Linked DNA regions of Hordeum vulgare: regions 1 and 3 are each linked to region 2. A link is a contact called in public Hi-C data. All regions are on one chromosome and are shown on one strand. Each heading gives the region's core, a stretch centred on a gene start, on an enhancer-like site or on the middle of the called end of the contact. The rest is flanking DNA. Distances are from core to core; before and after follow the strand shown. Region 1 holds the start of LOC123399739 (calmodulin-binding protein 60 A-like). Region 2 holds the start of LOC123395915 (protein DEHYDRATION-INDUCED 19 homolog 4-like). Region 3 holds the start of LOC123452617 (cellulose synthase-like protein D4).

Region 1 (3,071 bases), core at 195-2,694, 600 kb after region 2:
GTTATGTTGTGATGCCATCGATGTATCTATGCATATCGGTATGCCATGCGTACATGTGTTGTACTTGATATGTATGGGGTTCGAACACCTAGTCGTATGCCTTAGTAGCACTCCTTACGAGGAAATTCCCCTTTGTGTTTCCACCGAGCCACGGTAGTTCGCTACTGCTCCGGACACATTGGTTGACCGGCATGTGTCCTTCTTAGCTGATGTGTCTATCCCTTTGGGGAAATGTCACGTGGTGTAATGGAGTCCTTGTAGCTTGCTACGACTCGCCTACACTCGTTGCTGATCGACACCTGCTTTGCTGGGTCATGTATGCCTGTCCCTGTACGGAACTGCCACTTAAGTTTATGACTAGACATGTCGACCGGGTTCTTTGACATTGGAATGCTAGCGACACAATTGCATACGCGAGTCAAAAGGCGCAAACGGTCCCGGCTAAGGTAAGGCTGCAACCGTGGGGATAACCATGCGTGAAACCGCAAAGAGATGTGATGTGTTACATGTTGGATTCCTATGGCTTATGATCGGAGTCCCGATAGTTTATTCACCCCCCCCTCACGGCCTTCTAGACATCCCTTCTAATGATCCCACAACCTCCCATGACCAAAGAGGAGGAGGTCGAGCTCATGAGGTGGGTCATGAAGGATTCCATGAACACCCACAAGGAACACCAGTAGGTGGGCCTCGAAACCATGTCGGCCCTCTCCGCGGCCGGCAACGTCATCATCCAGGAGCTCCAAATGGCCGTCAAGGAGTAGGTCGTCGAAAAGCCCCACATCACCGTTTGGAACCCCCGGCTGGTGGTTGTCCACAACGACACATATGACGAACTGGGTGGGTGTCGAGCCATGGGCGCCCATGCCGCCACGGTCACTGGACTAGTCCCATGCAGCCACCGAAGACGTCATCGGTTCACTTCCGACATCCACTAGCGTACGTACACCTCACTATGGACGACGATGAGGACGGCGAGATCCAAGACGACCACGGCGACGACCATCATCTTTTCTTAAGTTTTTTAAGTTTAAGTTATGTTTAAACGTTCGTCCGGGAGGTTGAACTATTTAATTATGTTTTAAGTCTATGTTAATGTTTAATTATGCTTTATGGTGTTTTTTAAAATGTGCAGCCAATTTTTTTATTTTAAATTTATGATTTCCGACGCGGACTTGATTTTTTTATTTCAAATTTATGATTTCTAACGCAGACTTGATTATTTTATTTTAAATTTATGATTTCCAACGCTGACAAGTTGTGATACCGTCGCGCGTTGGATGCATTGATCGATGGACGGGTAAAATCGGACAGGACAGGGGCGTCCGTTTTACCGCCCCAAGCGGATTAATCCATGGTCACGGGGAAATCGATGAGAAAAGGGCAGTTGGGCACTCCCACAGTACCCAACTTGACACTTGTGCGCACATCTCTCCTTGGAATCTTCTCCCCGGCCGCGTCGCCCCGCCCAGGAACGGGAGAAGAGGAAAAGTGCGCAACTTTTCCCTCCCGTCTCAAAACGGGGCCATATATACACCTACCGCCAACGCTAAGCGCCGATACTCCCAAGCGCACCAGAAGCACACACATTGCATTGACTAGAGTCTAGAGAGTCTAGAGCAGCAATCAAACAAGCAAGCGAGCGAGCGAGCGAGACTACCTGGCTTGACCTGCATCCCGCCGCACTGAGCAGCTAGTCAGCTAGCGCCCGCCCATGCCGGCGAAGCGGCCGCTGGAGTGTGGCGGCGGAGGGGCCTCGCCGTCGCCGGCGCGTTCGCCGGCGATGAAGAAGAGGTGCCGCTCCTTCGACCTGTGAGTCTCCCTCCCGTCTTCTTTCCCTCGCGTTCCGTCCCTTTCTTGATCCGTTCTTGTCTCCACTCGTAAGAGATGAAGGCTTATTGGGGGGATTTACTGACCGTTTGATGCGTTGGGCTGATTGATTGATTGATTACTCTGCAGGGAGATCAGGGGATGCAGGCATCTGGAGGAGCTGGTCACCAACAGCGTGCGAAGGGTGGAGGCTGCGGTTCAGTCCGCGATTGAGTCTGCCATCAGCCGGGTAACCAATCACCTCACTCCATGGAGCTACTGCTTCGGCAGGAATCCTGGATGCCATCCATTTAGAATAGTGATATATATTGATCGATCGTTTCGTAACTAACTAGTCTATTGAACGCAACCTATTTTTCCGCAATGCAATCTGATGTGACGGAACACTAGGCACCATTTAGTAGGTTGGCCATTTCAAATCATTGACATTCTGGAAAGAGATATTCTCCGGAAATTGCGGTGGTTTCAGTGTGATCCAAACGAAAACGCTGGATCTTCGGCCAGATTGAAAACCTTAGCTAATTCCAGTGGTCATCCAAATTTGATCTAAACCGAAACCGGTAACCAGAGTCCAGTTGCTGGATCCTAGTAGGATAGTTACCTCAGAAATCGTGAGTCTTTTTAGAGATTCCACTATGGACTACATACAGATGTATATAGACATACTTTAGAGTGTAGATTCATTCATTTTGCTTCATATGTAGTCCATAGTGGAATCTTTAAAATGGCTTATATTTAGGAACGGAGGGATTATATGTTTCATTAACAGAGGGTGCTATTGGTGTTGGTGATGCATAATACTATGAAGATAGCAGTCTTTCATGACCCTGTTCTTTTGTATCCCTTTGTTCCTACATATAAGACGTTTTGTTGCTTCAATTTCAACTGCCAAATTCAACTGCCAAAACGTCTTATATTTAGGAATGGAAGTAGTAGTTTACTTTATCATGGCAATTTCTGGACTTTTTCGGAAGGTCAACCCCTCAAAGTTTTCCTTTTCCTTTTGACAGATACCAGAAGCGGTGACTAAAGCGATTACAGGCTACTTAAGCCGTGCTCCTAGGTACCATTTCCTGACTACAAACGCCACTTTTCTGTCCAACCAGTAAATAGTACTAATAATATTAGTTTTTGTTTTACTAAATTTTTGCCCTGTTAAAGACCATTTATGGTTGCATTGACCTTCTCATCTGCTGCGTTACACAGTTTGTGCAGAACGCTGGTTGACCAAAACCAGACTC
Region 2 (3,028 bases), core at 297-2,796:
CTCAAGTGTAAAGAAAATGAAACAAAAAGAGTAAATCTTCAAGCTTCAAAGTCTTCAGAGTGTTTTCTTCGGGACACACAAAATTCCTCATCTTCAATTGCTTTATGAGGAATATCATTTTCTTCGCAATTTCTCCGCGATCAAAGTCTTCAAGGATTGACCAAAGTCTTCACTCGAAGACATACATTTTTAGGGGTCGATATTCATCGAATAACTTAAACTCCTCAGCGACTTATAGAGCATGTGTACACTTACAAACTTATTAGTATCTTAACCTATAAGTCTTCAATCCACCAAAATCACTAAGGGGCAGTAGATGCACTTACAGTAACCTTATTGTCGATGACCTCTAATTCTTGAACTATATGTCAAGCCTTGTGGAATATTCCTTCTACGCGTCATGGGCTTCCCGAAGATATCCTATCGGTGGTGACCAAAGGGAGGGTGTCCTCGGCCCGGACGACATGGCGAGAAGACGATGTGGTGAGTACCCCCTGGTCACCATCACGAGGTGATCAGGATGGGAACAAATGACGCGATAACGTGTGCGTGGAATGAGACTACCGAGGTGCCCGAGGTGAAGCCATGTTGCAGAGAAGCTTCTGACACGCAACGACAGAAGGTGGCTCAGGGGCACCATGGTGGGGAACGTGGACGAGCTTGGTTTAATTTTTGCAAACTTTTGGGTGTTTTGTTGATGGTGGTGGTGATGAACGGACACCTATCAAAATAATGTCGCATCACGAAGCCAAGCACTAATGTTCATGGTGGAGGGAGGCAATCGGGATGGGAAAAAATGCCGTGACAATCATAGTATATGCCAAAAGTTCCTTGTCGACTAGAGGGTTGTAATGGGAATCATTCAGAAAAAAGAGCAAAAAATTCTCAAAAGAGCAAAGCTCATGATTGTGTTGAACTTTCTTTAATTTCAAAAAAGGGTAGTAATGGACATTTAATAGGTCAAAACCATCGCCCATGTATGTATATCCATGCAAGCAATTAAAAAGAGCTACCTTGCTAACCACCCCTCTATTAAATGTGAAGCGAAATGCAACAAAACTATAACTGCTCTCATTGAGAGTTGAACTCAAGACCTCCCGCTTACTAAACGGGTGCTCTAACCAACTGAGCTACAAGAGCTTTTTGTGTCAGTTTTTAAGATAACTTATAATGACATTCCACTATGGTTATAACACAAACGAATAAAGCCTTGTTATTTGAGAAAAGACATACTCGTATTTGATTCATGTTACACAAGGGTAAACAGCTTCCGTTTTCAGAGCCATCTCTAAAACAAAGTTTGGTATACGTGCATTATTCCTGGACCTATATGCGAAAAAAGAACCAAGATGTACGCCATGTGAGCGTGCCATTAGGTTTACTTTTTATAGTGATGAAAACGTGCCATTAGGCGTACGCGGACAAGAATTGGCAGGCTGGATCCACGCTGGGCTTGAGGCCGCGTCAGCCCATTACCGCGCACCGAAATTCCCACCATACCGGAAGGGGCTTTCTGCAAGATGGCCTGCCCCTCCTTCCTCCCTAAGCAAAAGCTTCTCCCCCGTTCACCCAATAGCTAGCCACCCACACTCTCTCTCCTCCCCCACCCCCACACCCGGCCGTGTCGGTGTGTCTCTCCCCTCCCCCCGCCGCAAAAACCCTAGCTCTAAACCTCGCTGATCGCCGGCCCCTCCCGGCGCTGCCCGGCCTGACCCCGGCCAGGCCAGGAAGCCAAAGGGCCCTCCCCCCCTCCCCAGCCGGCGGCGCCATGGACATGGACACCTTCGAACGCCTCCAGACCGAGAGCAGGCTCCGCGGTTCGTGCTTCGCCGCCCCAAAGATCCGATCTTGGCTCCAAATCGCGTGATTTCGAGGGTTTCCCCAGGAGGTTTTTGATGGGGTTTTGTGCTCTGGCAGATGCGCTCATGCGGCTCGAGGAGGCGGAGGAGACCGACGACGACGAGGAGAGGGGCGCGGAGGAGGATGAGCTGGAGTGCCCCTTCTGCGGGGAGGAGTTCGACGGCGTCGGCCTGTGCTTGCACATCGACGACGAGCACCGGGCGCAGACCAAGGCCGGGGTAATTTCATCTCAACCTTCGTGGAAACATGTACTAATACCTAGTGCCTTTCAGGCGCATCTAGCGCAAAAATTAGGGTTTGTTGTTAATCTCTTGTGTAGCATGCTGACATTGTTGTTCCTGTAGTCCCGGGGAAATGCTTGTATGTGTGTGGTGATTTTACTTATCATTTTGATAGTATTACTTTTAATTTGAAAGGTGGGAATTTGGGCCGTATGAGTTGCGCATACTCACATAGTATGCATGTTTTAGATGCCTTCAGTTTTTGAGCTAAGATATTGCTGTGTACAGGGTTGGTATTTTCCTGCTGCATAGGGTTCTTTTCCTCATGATTGCATCTGATAGTGCTTAATCTTACATTAGATATTTGAGCTAAGAATTTAGAGTGCTTCTGCTGCATACAGTGCATGTTTGAGCTGCTTTCAATTATCACTCTAAGGTTTGCTTGCAAATATTAATTTTTAACGGTAAATATAGTATTTTTGGGTGTTTAAGTTGCTTGCGCGATAAGTTATAAGCTAGCTGAAGGCTTGACTTAGGGGTTGTTTGGTCGGTCTTTTACATGGCCTTTTCTGTTTGGCTTATAAGCCAAAAATACACCTATTTAGCTGCTTTTGGCCATAAACCAAAGGCAAAACTAAAAGCACCTTAATTGGTGCTTTTTTTTTTTGGCTTATAAGCCAAAGTGAAAAAGCAAGTAAAAGCCCAATCAAACACCCTCTTACCTTTTTGGGCTTCATTTTTCTACTTCTGCAAGGAAGTTTGAATGCTTTCATGCGATGTCTCCATTTGTTTCATAGTGGCATCATCAATTCATTCTTACTTGATAAGAATGCATTAGAAGATCCAGTTTATTAAATCTTTTCTATGTTTAGAGAAATTAGTTGGTGTATAGGAATTGGTTGAAAGATCCAGCAATGTGGAAATTGCAGGAGTAATGACGTGCATCC
Region 3 (3,239 bases), core at 73-2,572, 780 kb before region 2:
GGAGCCTGTATGGCGAGGGAGCAAAAATCACTTGTTTTTACAGGAGGAATTGGTACCTGTATGGGCTGAGGATGGCCTGAGAGACGCTGGTCTTCCTCGTCAGGGGCCGGCGGCAGCGGGCACCGAAGTTGGGCGGCTCCTCGATGCCGACGAATCCGGTGGTGGCCCCAGCAGTGCTGCCGCCGCCGTGGTCATTCTTGGGCCATAGGGCGTTGCCGTACCCATAGGTGCCCTTGGTCTCGAAGAGCCACCGGGCATGGTCGAAGTCGGCCGGCTTGCCGCCGCCATTGCCGTTGCTGCTGGGCATGGGCATCTTGATGGAGTGCACCATGGAGAAGCGCTTGGATATGGATGTCATGGGCATCTGGTCCCTCTCCTCCGACGAGGAGATGGCGTCGTCGTCGTCCTCGTCGACAGAGTCGTCGGTGTCGCTGCCCGCGGAGTAGGCCTCCTTGCAGCCTGGGCAGTTGCCGGCGGCGGCAACGCAGTCCATGTAGCACTCCTCGCAGATCATGAAGCCGCAGTCACAGGGCGGGTGGCCGCCGCGGCCGGTGTTGAGGAATGCCGGCATGTCGCAGCCGCGCATTTTGCAGGACATGTTCGCGGAGGCGGTCGGCCGAGCGCCGTCGGCGGAGTTGCTGAGCACGTGCGCGCGCGTGGCGCAGTTGAGGCCGCCGGTGAAGATGGTGCCTGAGACGTAGCTCCTCTGCGGCAGCACCTCCCCCTCCTCCTCAGCCGCGGGCGCGTCCGTCGACGCGGACGCCGTCGTCCTGTCCGGCGTCGGCGGGATGTGCACGGTGTATTGCACGAACTCGGCGCTCGCATCGGCGCCATCCCTCGACGCGTACCGGCTGCCCCCGCTCCGGCGCACCGGCGAGACCTGCAGCGTCGCAGTGGAGGAGCCGATGGAGTGCCTGGGCACGGGGCTGGTGAGCCCGGACCCCCTCCTCACGACCCCATCCCCGGGGCTCCCGCCGCCACCAGCCTTCCCTCGCGTCGGCGACACGGTCACCGTCACCGGCGATCCCGCCGGCAACGACAGCCGCCGCGACATCCCTCCACCGAATCACCTCCGCCTCCTCCAAATCAGCTCAAAGCTCCAAACGATCAAAAGAAGCAAGAAGCTCAGCACACGAAGCAGCAGCAAGCACTGGGGGCTCAGCAGCTCAAACCGATTCCTCGCGCTCAAAGAAAGGGAGGAAAAGAAGGCAGCCGGTCGGAATTATAGCGAGATCTGCGAAGGTGGGGCGGTGGAGAGGAAGGATTGAGCAATTGATTGGGGGCCTCGGGGGGCGGGAGGAGGATCTGAGCGATGGCAGAGGTGGTCGCCGGCGGGGCGTTATTTATTCCCCTCGGTTCCGTCTCCGGTTTCGAAAACGGCGAGCCCAACGGTCGGGTATGAGTCGGCTCTGACGTGCGAGCGCTTCGAGTGGGGCAACGGTCGGTGGAAGCCAGCCGTGAGATGTCGGATCGGACGGCTGAGGTTTGATTCGGCTGAGCGGGGCGAGAGCATGAGGAGGGGACGGAAAGGAGAGGGAGCCGTTTGGCCGGGAGTGAGAACCACGTGGGGCCGGGGAGGCTGACGGGTGGGCCATAGGAGAAGGACCTGGCACCGGATTCTTGGGGTTGAACTCGTGATTGGGTTCCCATTTCTTTTGTTTGACCGACAGTAAAGATTGGGGTTTTTTCCTTTGTCTTGTCCAGTTTAGTTTTTTCTTTTTGCGGAAAAGCTTAGCTTTTTTACTTTTACCTGAGACCGACGACCATAGTGAAAGTAACTTCAAGAATAACATCAGATCCAACTTACAAAATTTGTCTACGAGACAGTTGGTTAACGAGGAACGAGATAAATTGAGTATTACTCATTTTATGAATAATATAACACATATTAAGATTAAATGAATAAATGAAGCTTTGTATGGCACTACACGTATGTTATTATCCACTATGGAGATATCCCTCATTTCCGATTTGTAGAGCTCATATCAGAAATTTCAGATTTTCATTATATTAGGCTCATTTTAAATCTAAATGACTTAAAATGCTTGGGGTCTCACATCATATTTAATTCATAGTGATAAGAGAAAGAAAATTAGTGGTTATGTGTGCATCTTTTTTTACATGCACCATGCAAGTCTAATGAAAGGGGGTGCTACATTTATTGCTTTCAGAATGGAATATGTAAAAAATATTTTATTGGTTAGTTAAAACTAGTGTCATTCACTCACAATTCATCTTGATTAATGAAATTTCCGATTTAAGACCTATAAACCAAAAAGGAGGGAGTAATAACATAGTCCAAAATAGCGTGTATGTTACTAGTAAGTTATTCTCCACTATGACTAGTCTCACAGATGTGATGGGCTCCATTGGTGCATTTCATTCTCGTTTTCAATGTAGTATCATCATTGCATCTCCGGATGTACATGTGCATGTTGGACATAGTTGACAATCAACGTGTGTTGGACCATTCATAATCCAACTTACGTAAATCTGGTCTCCTGTATTGTAATGCCCCAAGAGTGTACCTTTCCTTATTTGGAACCTTCTCTATGTGGGTCCACCTTGTCATTGATATGAGAGCTCAATGCATATGATTTCATGTGATGTCACCTTGTTTATTCTTCCTTTGCATGCATGCATTCCATATAATTCCATGTATTGTGTTTGGTGCCTTGTGATCTTATGTGATGTGTGTGGTTAGTGGAGTGATATGTGGTTGGATAGTAGGAATAACTTTGTGGTTTGCATAGGCTTCAAAACCATCTTCCTCTTATTTATCTCAAGATCAAGTTCCTCTTTTCCATTCCTATTTCTAAAATGCCCATGTGTTAGCATTGTATTGTGGTGGATATGAGATGTGGATTTGTTGTTTTGAAAAAAGGTTTTAATGGTGCAAATAATTACAAAATAGATCCAATAATACTGTTTTGTAAATATTTAGTTGCTCCAAATATTCCTTTTATAATTTATTCAACTAGGTCATAATTTCTTATGACCAGGGACATTTTTGTTTTGTTTTGAACCCCAACAGATTTGTCTATGCTTTATTTTCTTTCTCTGGTATTTTTGTATTTTCAAAACCTCAGGGAATTGACTTCCTTCTATCTGGCGCCACTAGTGGGCTTCTTCCCACTAGCAGGCCCAGCTGCCTCCTCTCTCGCGCGCAACGTGCCCTGTAGACGCCGTCTCCCCCCTTCCCCCCTCCTCCGTCAAGTTTCTTCAGAAGTAGAGAGAGT

What was found. A called contact is a pair of places that touch in the nucleus more often than the background predicts.
Region 1: a Hi-C map of leaf shows a contact between it and region 2, with 7 times the contacts expected there. The contact joins the promoter of LOC123399739 here to the promoter of LOC123395915 in region 2. A contact is called at or near these places in 5 of 6 Hi-C or Micro-C datasets (leaf and an unstated tissue) and 1 of 1 datasets of contacts at active chromatin or transcription factors (embryo).
Region 3: a Hi-C map of seedling shows a contact between it and region 2, with 4 times the contacts expected there. The contact joins the promoter of LOC123452617 here to the promoter of LOC123395915 in region 2. A contact is called at or near these places in 2 of 6 Hi-C or Micro-C datasets (leaf and seedling) and 1 of 1 datasets of contacts at active chromatin or transcription factors (embryo).

What each region holds. Positions count from the first base shown.
Region 1 is chr5H:108,967,524-108,970,594 of MorexV3_pseudomolecules_assembly, reverse strand. It overlaps LOC123399739 (calmodulin-binding protein 60 A-like), which reads left to right and starts at 1,444. Exons shown (of 10, transcript XM_045094125.1): 1 at 1,444-1,812; 2 at 1,960-2,059; 3 at 2,841-2,893; 4 at 3,037-3,071. The coding sequence starts at 1,715.
Region 2 is chr5H:109,570,233-109,573,260 of MorexV3_pseudomolecules_assembly, reverse strand. It overlaps LOC123395915 (protein DEHYDRATION-INDUCED 19 homolog 4-like), which reads left to right and starts at 1,546. Exons shown (of 5, transcript XM_045090940.1): 1 at 1,546-1,817; 2 at 1,918-2,078. The coding sequence starts at 1,769. It overlaps TRNAT-AGU (a tRNA gene), which reads right to left and starts at 1,140; the gene lies at 1,067-1,140.
Region 3 is chr5H:110,348,998-110,352,236 of MorexV3_pseudomolecules_assembly, reverse strand. LOC123452617 (cellulose synthase-like protein D4) reads right to left here and starts at 1,322. Exons shown (of 3, transcript XM_045129308.1): 1 at 57-1,322. The coding sequence starts at 1,054.